Linked DNA regions of Anser cygnoides: region 1 is linked to region 2. Evidence: chromatin contacts called from public Hi-C data. All regions are on one chromosome and are shown on one strand. The core of a region is the stretch at or near the end of the contact, and the rest is flanking DNA. Distances in the headings are between cores, read along the strand shown.

Region 1 (5,254 bases), core at 906-3,405, 130 kb after region 2:
GTACTTGAGCAAGGAAGAGTAGAACAATGAAAGATTGAAGAGTAAATCTTGGAAAATAGAATCGTAAATGAAGGGTGAATATAAAGGGAAAGCAAATTGTAAAGGGCAGGCTTTTAGAAAACCAGAAAGAGCAGAAGATAGAAAATAAATTATTTATGGAAATTCGTAAGATTTGTTTCAGCAAAAGGAAAGAGCAATGAGCAGATTGCACTGTGTTTGGCTTTGTAGCAATGGACTCCTCCTGTAGTTTGTGGGTTACAAGTAGTTGAGGCATGCATGCTCTTCAGGATGGAAGCCAAGTGTTGCAAGCAGGGATTCTTGTAGCTTCACCTTGCACTGAAACAGTTTACCCATGCTAGGAACCAAAGCAGTCCAAGGACATTCTGAGAGAACATGCAACAGTATTCAACCAGGCAAACAGGAGAGCAGAGTTTACTACTACAGAGTACTCCTGCCCTTTGCTTCCAGGAAACCTTTATCACACAAATAAGGTAGGAGGTAGTTTATGCTAAAGTCCATTACTTGCAGTCCAGGTGTCTGTTTCCATTCATTGCCTTTAACGGTGCATATGTGGATCAATACAGTACGGACTTTACGTTCATAACAGTACAGACTAATGCCAGCCCAGTTTTCATGGCATGAACTTTACTCTTGAGAAACAATACAGGAAAAAAAGACTCTCAAAGGACATTTATAAAACTGTAAAAATTCTACAATGAAGTTACAGTCCACATTATTTACTTAGAAGCTCAAATGTGTTATCCCATTTGCCAGTGTATACTTGCACTAACCCTACATTCCGAAACAGCTGATAAGCCATCTAGCATTGGCATTAACAGTGTAGCGGCTGCATCACAGAGCTGCTGTAGTACAGAGGGCAAAAGTCTTCTGATAACGGAGTAAATGCTTAGGATAATTAGTATGCATTGAATATACACATCTGAAACAAGCTGCCAATAGTTTGCACCCTGAGCAGTCCAGTTTAAAGTTGCCTGGATTTACCTACATGAGCTGTGAATCACACCTGTCCAGACCAACTTAGATACTAGAGTAAAGCATCTCTTCAGAGTGCCTGAACACAGCCTGAGCACACAGGACCACTACACGCTTAACATACGTGCTCAACTAATGTAATGACTGTGGGTCTTAGGACACACGTAGCTGAAACAAAGGTACGGGCACTAAGATAATGTTTAGAAATGCTGTCTCAGACAACTGAGAATTATGATGCCATAGAATTACAAAATAGGCTTTCTGGAACAAGAGCTACTGACTCTTGCCAAAAAAAAAAAAAAAAAAAAAAAGCAAAGCAAGGAAACATAGAACAAACACAACCACCTAGTTACATAGTAGATAATCTCTTTTACTGATAATTTCTTTTATTTCTATTCATCTATGTCTTGCCTTTTTTTCATATCACACCTGGGTGACAGGCATGAGTTCACATGGAAGTCTCTAAACGCTCCTGATTTCTTCATAGGGATTAAATGTGTGGTTACTACCCAAATCCTTTAATATTGCTCCCATAGTACAATAGTTGAGAAAGCCTCTCTTTAGTATTGCAAAACTCTTTTATTTTGAGATAAAAGACAAACATTCCTGAATGCACAGGACTGAGTGGTAGGTGGAGTATCCACCTTGCAGGAAAAGCTGAGATTTTTCCAGTATTGGTTTTGTCAAAAAATATCCCTTTGTGAGATGAAAAATCTTCCAATTTTTACTTCAGCAAAGGCACTTTTTTCAGGATTATTGTTTTGGATTTTGGTCTTTGTGGATATGCTGTGTGTTACATGTATCGAAATGAAGCAATTACATACAAGTAAAGTAAAGCAAGTAAATGTAATAAGATTATAGGGTAGTTTTCCTGGTTCTTCAGTGTGTAGTGGGAGATTAAGTCCTAATTTTTCAAAGATGGTAGTGTTATTGTAGCAGGAAGAATCTCCTGATGTTATGAGGACTATTTACAATGTTTTTTAAAGCAAATAGTTGAGGCCTGATATTCCATGAATAAGATTTATAAGAAGCCGTGGGCAGCTAGTATGAAACTTGTGGAGACATTCTTGATATAGGTCTCGCTGTTCCCATATACAGACAAGCTGCTGTGCACTCCCCTTGAAGGGAGTGGCTTACAGTCAGGGCAGTTGCTCAGGCTGGCCACAGTTGGTTTGGTTTCACAGCTTGAGAAATGCTTTAACTAATCAGTGTTTGTCTTGCGTAACAGTTATACTTCACAGAGTATTAAAGGCAATACACTGAGGAGGTGAATGTGTGACTAGCATGCAAAATGGCAACTGAAAAGAACATGCTGCTGTCCTTAATTCTCACTGCTGGGATTACAGCACTTGTAGCTACTGGTAAGCTTCAGAAATGTTTTTCACTGTTCCCTTCTGGGAGGAGACTACCTATGGGAATCTCAGCCTTATCTGAGGACCTGGGCGCTCAAACTTGCTGCACAGAAATTAGGTCTGAATAGCAAATAGTTCTTCATTTCTTCTTTGTAATCTATTTTCAGGCATTTGTCTTTGTTGTTGTTGTTTTTACAACTAGTAAAATTAAATTCCTCTTGCAAAATTTTGTCTGCTGAGTCAGAAAAGACCAAAATGTGCCATGTTTTTAATTAGATACTGAGAATTTTCACAGTGATATTAAAATAAATCTTACCTAAATATTTACACCATTTGTATATGCCAGACTGTTTTTAGGTATATTAGAAGTTTTTTTCTTTTGTCTGTATCTACTATCGAGAGTCCCAAATATATATTGTGCATTCACAGATCCATATATTAAAAAGGAAATGCCTTTTCTTAATGAGTGTAGTCTATTGAACTTTTAACAACTTGGATCAAATGGATTATGATCTACACACAATTACTAATGTGTGTGCATAGTAAGAAAATATATATGATATACCTGAGGGAGATTATACATACAAACACAGTCAGAATGAAGGCTGAAATGATGTCATCCATACTGATAGAGTTTGTTGAAGCCTTATGTTTGAAAATAAGTTGTTTAGGCAAAAAAAAAAAAAATATATATATTTAGGTAGGTAAATTTCTTAGAAATTTTTCAATTACTAACCAATAGGCCACTCAATTATCTGAATTTTGTGTACACATCCCCCAGGACGAAAAGCAGAACAACCAGAAGTGGTGACCAACTATGGGAGTGTCCGAGGGTACCAAGTCAAAGTAAATGCAGCTGAGAGGAGTGTAAATGTCTTTCTGGGACTTCCTTTTGCTAAGCCTCCTGTTGGACCATTAAGGTTTTCTGAACCCCAGCCACCTGAGCCATGGAAGGGTGTCAGAGATGCTGCTTCCTACCCACCGATGTAAGACGATGAGAAAAACATTTGTCTTTGTCATGATTTTATATTACACGCAGTTCAAGGACACTGATAAGCAAGATGGTCAAAATCCACAAAGATAAATTTCTTGGTGTCATCTCACTACCACCTGCAATTGTTACAATGAATGCATTTCTAAAGATATCTTTATAAGCTGCTCTTTTTATTAAAAAGTGCTGTCTAATGGGCATCAGCGATGAACTAATATGGATCATCACTTGATCAATTATGTTTTATTTTGGGAGCATTTGGCCATTACATAACAATGTTTATAAACTGTGTAACTTTGGAGCAGAACCAGAAAGAAGCTGAAGAAATGCTGGAATAAAATACTGGAAGAAAAGAATGTCCAATGAATCACATGCTTAATAGAACATCTAAGAAACAGACCAGTTCTAGACTATATTATAAATATCTTATTCCACTTGTACTAGCGCCCTTCTTGGAGTGACTCAAGCCTGATATCTATAATTGCAATACAAAAAAACTATTGCAGATGTAAAATAATTACTTTGCATTTTCATTTAAGTAATTTATAGCCATATCCATTTGCAGGTATATTTCTGTAATATTTCGAAACATGCAAAATTATATCTGCCTGTCACTATGTACTGCTGTAGACCGTGACTCCTTTTTACAGAGCTTACTAACACCAAGTCAATGGAAGAAAATATATTAACGGTGAAAAAACATTTTATGTTTTCTGTTTCCAGCAATCTAGAAATGTACTAGAGATAGGTTTCTGATTCGTACTTGAAGTACATAAAAGCTACGCTTTGTACCACTGAGGTTTTAGTTATTTCTGTTGGTTTTTTTTATTTTATTCAGGTGTCTACAGGACAAAGTAAGAGGACAGTATTTTTCAGATGCTATTACTAATAGAAAAGAAAAAGTTCGTCTCCAAATGTCTGAAGATTGCTTATATCTGAATGTATACACACCTGTTTCTACAGAAGAACATGAGAAGTTGCCTGTAAGCAAAATCATTGTAAAACCTCTAGCAAACTTTATTGCTTCTGTGACTTGATGGAACAAACTGAGCCTGAACTTGAAACTTCTAAAAGCTTCCTAAGGATTATAATAATTTTACAGCAGATCTACAACCTGTACTATATGGAGACTTACAGGTGCAGTTCTCTAATGATGATCCAGTTACACACTTTCCACCACTAAATATTTAATTGAGCTTTAGTAGATACAAAAAAAAAATAATCCTATTTTACAAGTAAAATCTTACTGACACTTTACATCAGTAATGTTTGATTTCCTCAAAAAAAAAAAAAAAAAACAAACTGTGAAAAGTCACGGGGCACTGGTTTAATTTAAGTATTTAATGAAATCAATGTCTGTTATAAGGCTGCTACCCTCCATTTCGAAAGACTTCTACTGTCTGTGAAATTTAATCTGAAAGACTCGGGAGTGAAAGCACAAAATACTATATTTAGTTTATATCACTGGAGCTCTTACCTGTGCTGAATTGTTTCTGCTTTTTCCTTTCCAGGTCTTTGTATGGATCCATGGAGGTGGATTAGTTTTTGGAGCAGCTTCATCATACGATGGTTCAGCATTAGCAGCCTTTGACAATGTGGTAGTTGTAACAATTCAGTACAGATTAGGTATTGCTGGATATTTTAGGTAAGATATTCTATCCCAGTTTTTGCTAAGTGATTTCCAAAATTATATGTGCAAATCCTTTGTGACAAGACATGTAGAATACTTGCTTATGCAAATAAATTATATGTATCTTAATTACACATGCAAGTTGGGAACAATTTACAAGTCCCAAATCTGCTTCAAAATCTGGTCTTGCCTGATACTCTAATCTCAGCCATTTCTTTTTTAGTTATGTAGAGAGGCTATTTTGCAGCTGTTTTCTTATACTTCAGATTGTATTTATCTCTACCTTTT
Region 2 (5,687 bases), core at 1,289-3,788:
TACACTTTCAGGAGTCACTCATCCAAATTAAGTGAGGGCCAATGCCAGAAGCAGCAGTACCCCTCTTCAGCCCGCATTTTTCCCCTTTTCCAATGTTTGATTTAATGATCCTATTACCACAGAGGAACCTGTATCACAACATCCCTCCCAACAAATTATGATGTTGTCAGATCTGATGACAGCCTCACTTCCCGTAATCTCACATGGTAGCTAAAGCTGACCCAACAGGTGGGTTCTGGGAGAGACTGGGAGTAGAGCTCTAAGCAGCATCCAGTAATTACATCAAATTCAGTGTCTCTCATAGTCTTGCACTTCGTTCATACAAACATACACGTTGGCTGAACTAACTTAGGCAATGTACTCCTGTCTCAAATACCTGGCACAATTTATCTGCTTAGAAATTCCTGTGTGTAACTTTAGGTCAGGAGTAAAAATGTCACGTGCCTCAGTAGCCTGACTGCAACCTGTTTCATGCAATGGGATTTCTGAGACTGACCTTTTAGGCTCAAATAACCATTTCACATTATCTGAAACCTGCTGAAACTGGGATTGACTTTAATGGGAGTTGGATCAAGGCCTAAACACGCAGCATGGAAATGAGCACAAAAATGTATTTGCAAAGAGAAAACAGAGTTGCTGTCCACACAAGTAAAAAGATAAAATTATACCTTGAAAAAAACTAAATATAGCATTTGTTACAATTTAACCTACCATTGCACCTTAATACAATGCTTCTGGAATTGCATTCATTCGCTTATAAGAACTCTGTCCTGGCACAGGACATTTGATACTGAACTTTTGCTCACCTATAAACAATGAAGTCAAAATGAAAGCTTAATTTTATCTAAAGAAACTTGAGTTATAATTTTTTTCAATGTGAATTAGCAAGGTAGAGCACCATGGCAACCATCCACTATTGCCACAGGAATTCACCATAGTAATTAGATATTCCTGAGGGCAAAAATACTGCAAGCCTGAGCAATACCATTTCTTTCCCCAAATCATATCAGAGAGTAGCATTTCTACTTTTTAACTTTAATTATGTATCGCTCTGGTTCATCAGCATAACTAAACACACCAAAGCAGAATCTGAATCTCAGTTGAACTTAATATCTAGTCCTGTCAAGTAATGACACTGAAAACTTTTAAGTTTCTTATATGCTTTCATACAGTATTCCTTCTTGTACTTGGCTTATGTGGAACAAAAGCAATACCTGCAGGATTGTTAATAGTCTCACCTTAATTTACATGTTTCCTAAACCACTTCAGCTTATGCATATGAGTTTATGAAATGACTGCATGAATATGTGAGCAGTAATAGCTTTCAGCTGAAGAGAAGCATTTAAACATGCCTTGAGCAGAAGAAAGAGCAGTCAAGTTGGTTTTCAGGCTGACAGATGAGGTTTTATCACTGTTGTAAATGGTACAAAAACTGAAAAAACTGGTAGATCAGAAGACTGCCAAGGAGCTTCTGCTGGTGCACCCATTTAGGATAACTGTTTCCACATATGCTAGAATAATGCTCCTTTTTTTTTTTCTCTAAGGTGACCTTCCTTTTTTTTTTCTTGGCTTGGTCTTCCAGTTGACATGAAACTATGTTTCACTTTTTACATTTAGAACAACAACAACAACAACAACAAACGGAAACAAATAAACATTCAGACTCACAAAGATGATCACACATCTGTCCACTACAGATAATCTGGGAACACACTTATCTCATGTAGGATACCTGCAACACATTATGTAAACGAAAAATGCCTCAGTACAAGAAGCCAGTAAAATCAAAAGTGAACTATCATCCTATCAAAGCCTCATGTGAGCCTCTGTTTCTGCAGAATCACTACTCCAGGTTGAGGCAAGGTCTGCTCGCTATCCAGTATGTAATAACCAATAACTACTTATTAACCACCATGCACTTTGGGCCCATTCCTTGTCTCATTACTAAATGACTCAACAGAAATTTTAACTAAGACAGACACTGGAAACTAGAAAGCAGGTGGCGAAAAGGAGGATCCAGCTGTCTGAACCTCTAATAGTTGTTGCTCTTAGCTTACAGGGCCTACCATTTTCAAAGGGGCTTTGTCATTTGAAGCCTTATCATGTGGCAGCCCCAGCACCAAAAGATGTATAATTTTATTTATGTTTAAAAAGAACAAAGGAGAGTTCCTGCAAAGAGTAACCTTTGTTGAAGTTTACTACTGGATTCTTTATAAATGGATAATGGATTCTTTTTAAATGGAGAATTTATTTTACTAATCTAAAGCAGGAAGAAGGCGGGGACTGCTGCCGACCGCGCGGGCGGCTCAGGGGACGGGACACGGAGACGGGAGGTGACGGGAGGTGAGGGGACACGGCACGGCCCCCACGGGTCAGGCCAGGCCAGGCTGCGCCGGGCACGGGGGGGGCTTTCTCCTCCCCGCCAGCAACACCAGAGCTGGCACCGCTCGGCGGAGGCGGCGCTGATGGAACATGGCGGGGGGGCGGGAGCCCCACACAGCCACCGCCCGGCCCGCCCCGCCATGTCCTGACAGGAACCCGCGGCCCCGCCCCGCTGCGGCCGTTCCTCGGGGCGGCTCCGGCGGGGGCGGCGCGGGTTGGGCGGCGGGGCCGTCGCTCAGCGCCCGGCACTTGAGCGGCGCCGGAGAGCCCGGAACCTGCGGGGCGCGTGGCGGCGGCTGTGGCCGGGACCGGGCCGGACAGGACCGCACCGGTAAGGGATGGGGTCGGAGGCACCGCTTCGGCCGCCTCCGGGTGAGCCGCGGGGGCTCCGGTGGGCCTGGAGGAAGTGCTGCTTCTGGCACTGCGCCGCTCGAGGCGGGTGGGAGCGGCTCCTACTTCATGGGCTGCAGCCCGGCGCCTTAATTAGCACCGCCCGGCATCCTAATTAGCACCGCCACCGCTTTCTAACGCGGGCGGTGGCTGGGGCGGGCGCTGGGGCTGTGGGTGCTGGTCCAGGGATCCAGCAGTGTGCTCAGGACCCCGTCGGTGTTACCCGGCCCCAGGCAGAGAGGTATCTGTATGGCACTGGGGGGATCTGCTGCTGGGGAAGGGACGGAAAAATCCAGCAGTGTGCAGCCAGCCGCTGTGAGCAGGGTCAGTCAGTTTAACATGCTATTCCTGTAAGGTTTTTCGATCAAGAACAGGAAAGTTGTCAGGTTTCGGATTGTACCTGGCTCAGAAGGGTGGGACGGGAGAGAAGCAGCAGAGTGGGGAATGGCCTGGACAAGGCTGACAAATAAGGTTTGTCTGGTGCTGCTGCTGTTCTTTGGTTCCTCATGGCTTTTTTCTGGTGGTGTTCTCTGTGCAGCACAACAATAGGTGGTGATGGGAGAGGTCCTCGTCCCAGGAGACCACAGGCAAGCGCCAAGCCATGAACTGGCACTGGCTTTGCCATCTGCTCTCCTGATAGCAGCAGTGAAATTAGGCGGTGTCCTTGCCTGTCCTCGCAGGTTTCCCGGTGTCAAAGTGGTGGGTTCCTTGGTGGAACGGCCTGTCTGCTCTCTTCTCTTGTGGGGCAGGGGTGGTATGCTTTGCTTTTGTTTCCCAGATAGAATTTTAGTCGAGTCCTTGGGTTGGAGCAGTAGGCCTTCTGATTACAGTAGCTCAAGTTTGTTTTTAGCTTCTGCTGATTTCTTGGAACATTTTTATTTATGCAACTGGCTGGATGGCCTTCTTGCTGTTTCACAAAGTGCACTGCTTAAAACAAACAAAAAACAGTATTGCAGTAGTACATAGATAGCATCGTTGGACTGGGACCTGGAGTACCTTGTGTTGAAGGCAATGTGCAAGTGGTTCAGAGCTCTGAGAAAACTATATTGTTCAAACAGGCTGCCAGTGTAATCTTCTGGGAGTAATTGTACTTGTGGTGCTACAATACAGTTAGCTTTTAAGTCCTTGGGGCAAAGCTCTGTTGTGAATTAAGCACCTAGTTGTACTTAGTAGACTGCCTCTCACAGCTTGAATACCTTATTTAAAGGAGGAAGCAATATGATGGACCTTCCCCATGGCAGCTGAAGAACCTCATCTGTTCAAGTGCCCAAGGTTTCAGTGCTCTTCACAGCTGCTTATTTTAACTGCACTCCAAATGAACATGCCTAACTGTAAACCTGTAAAAGTCATCAATGCAGCTGTGGTATAACTTTCCCTTTGTCCAAGTGCACAGTGCCGTGATAAATCCATTAATTGACCAGTAGTCCAGTCGGACTTCAGCTGTGTAGAAATCCTACCGGTGTTAAGACCTGGCAGGTACAAAAAAAGAATCAAGCTTATAAGCTGGAACAGAATTGGAAAGGTAAGCTAGCTTGCTCTAGATGTGAAGCTCGTGGCAATTTATATAAAATGTTAATCTGTCTGCTACATCTTTCAGTTCTGTGGGATTTGAGTACTTACACTCTTGGCTCTGATATTTAGAAGACACATTTTGCTATTTAGAATGAATTTGGAGTAAAGCTGTACTCTAGCAGACATCTTAAAAGTTGTCCATTAATTGCCATGTAGATCCAACAAGTCTGAGATACTTGCCTTCTGTGTCTTGTTAGACAAGGCTTTCCACTGAACAGTGTAAGTTTCTTGTAACGTTGCAATTACGTCTTAACCATGCCATAATAACAAAAAAGCATGCTTCGTAAATAAAAATTAGCTTTTCTGATGGGTTAGTTGGTAAGAGGAGTCATATCCTAAGTTAAATTCACCAAGGTTGTCATTAAGTAATGGAAATTGTATCATTTCTAAGATGCCTCTGTCCGTAGCAGTCTTTTCTGCAAAAAAGTTCTGAATGTTTCTGTGACCTCTAGACTTTCTTTGTATTGCCGTATGGAAAGGTTCTTGTGAAACTTGTCTTACACCTTTCCAATTTTTATATTCCAGACTATAAGGACATTCTGCTTGACTGAAGGAAGTTGTTCAATTTGTGGAGTGACATATGATGTCAAGAACTGTATCATCCTGGATCTTAAGCTCGGCAAGAAACAGCATTGTTTTACAACGAAAAGGACGTTTGTACTCCATATGCATCCCAAATAGACAGAAAATAAAATGGAAGCTTATTTTCTCCAAAACACTTCTCTACCCTGCTGCAAGCTGCAGCTTAGACAATATCTTCTCCGTAAAAAAAGCATTCAGACACACCTCCACTGAAGAAGAACAATTCTCTTTCCAGTTGTCTCCATCACAAATCAATGATATTCTCAGAGCAGGTGAGTTATCCCATAAAATATTGGATTTGAATTGTAAAAACACGAATTCTGTGTTGAGATTTGAAAGTAACCAGCTGGCATCCAATACCCCTATTGAAGACCGCAGAAGTGCAGCCACTTGCTTGCAGACCAGAGGCATGATGTTTGGTGTCTTTGATGGTCATGCAGGTTCTGCGTGCGCTCAGGCAGTAAGTGAGAGACTCCTTCATTATATAGCAGTTTCTCTCATGTCTCGGCAAGCACTGGAAGAGATCGAGCTTGCTGTGGAGTGCATGAAACCAGTTATGCCTATTCTGCAGTTGCACAAGCATCCAAATGATGTGGAGTACCGAGAGATAACTTCACAGTACTTTGAGAATCTCCGGGTTTACTGGCAACACTTACTGGACCTAGACATTGAGCCAGGATTTAGTTTAGAAGAAGCCATGATAAGTGCATTCAAAAGGTTAGACTCGGACATATCACTGGAAGTTCAGGCTCCCCAGGAAA

What was found. Hi-C and Micro-C count contacts between places; a contact is called where the count stands out from the background.
Region 1: a Hi-C map of liver shows a contact between it and region 2, with 2.3 times the contacts expected there. The contact joins the promoter of LOC106033238 here to the promoter of PDP2 in region 2. A contact is called at or near these places in 3 of 7 Hi-C or Micro-C datasets (all in liver).

What each region holds. Positions count from the first base shown.
Region 1 is chr12:9,972,178-9,977,431 of Taihu_goose_T2T_genome, forward strand. LOC106033238 (fatty acyl-CoA hydrolase precursor, medium chain) reads left to right here and starts at 2,156. Exons shown (of 14, transcript XM_013176626.3): 1 at 2,156-2,354; 2 at 3,127-3,331; 3 at 4,175-4,319; 4 at 4,848-4,981. The coding sequence starts at 2,285.
Region 2 is chr12:9,839,354-9,845,040 of Taihu_goose_T2T_genome, forward strand. PDP2 (pyruvate dehydrogenase phosphatase catalytic subunit 2) reads left to right here and starts at 2,539. Exons shown (of 2, transcript XM_048068799.2): 1 at 2,539-2,713; 2 at 4,870-5,687. The coding sequence starts at 4,925.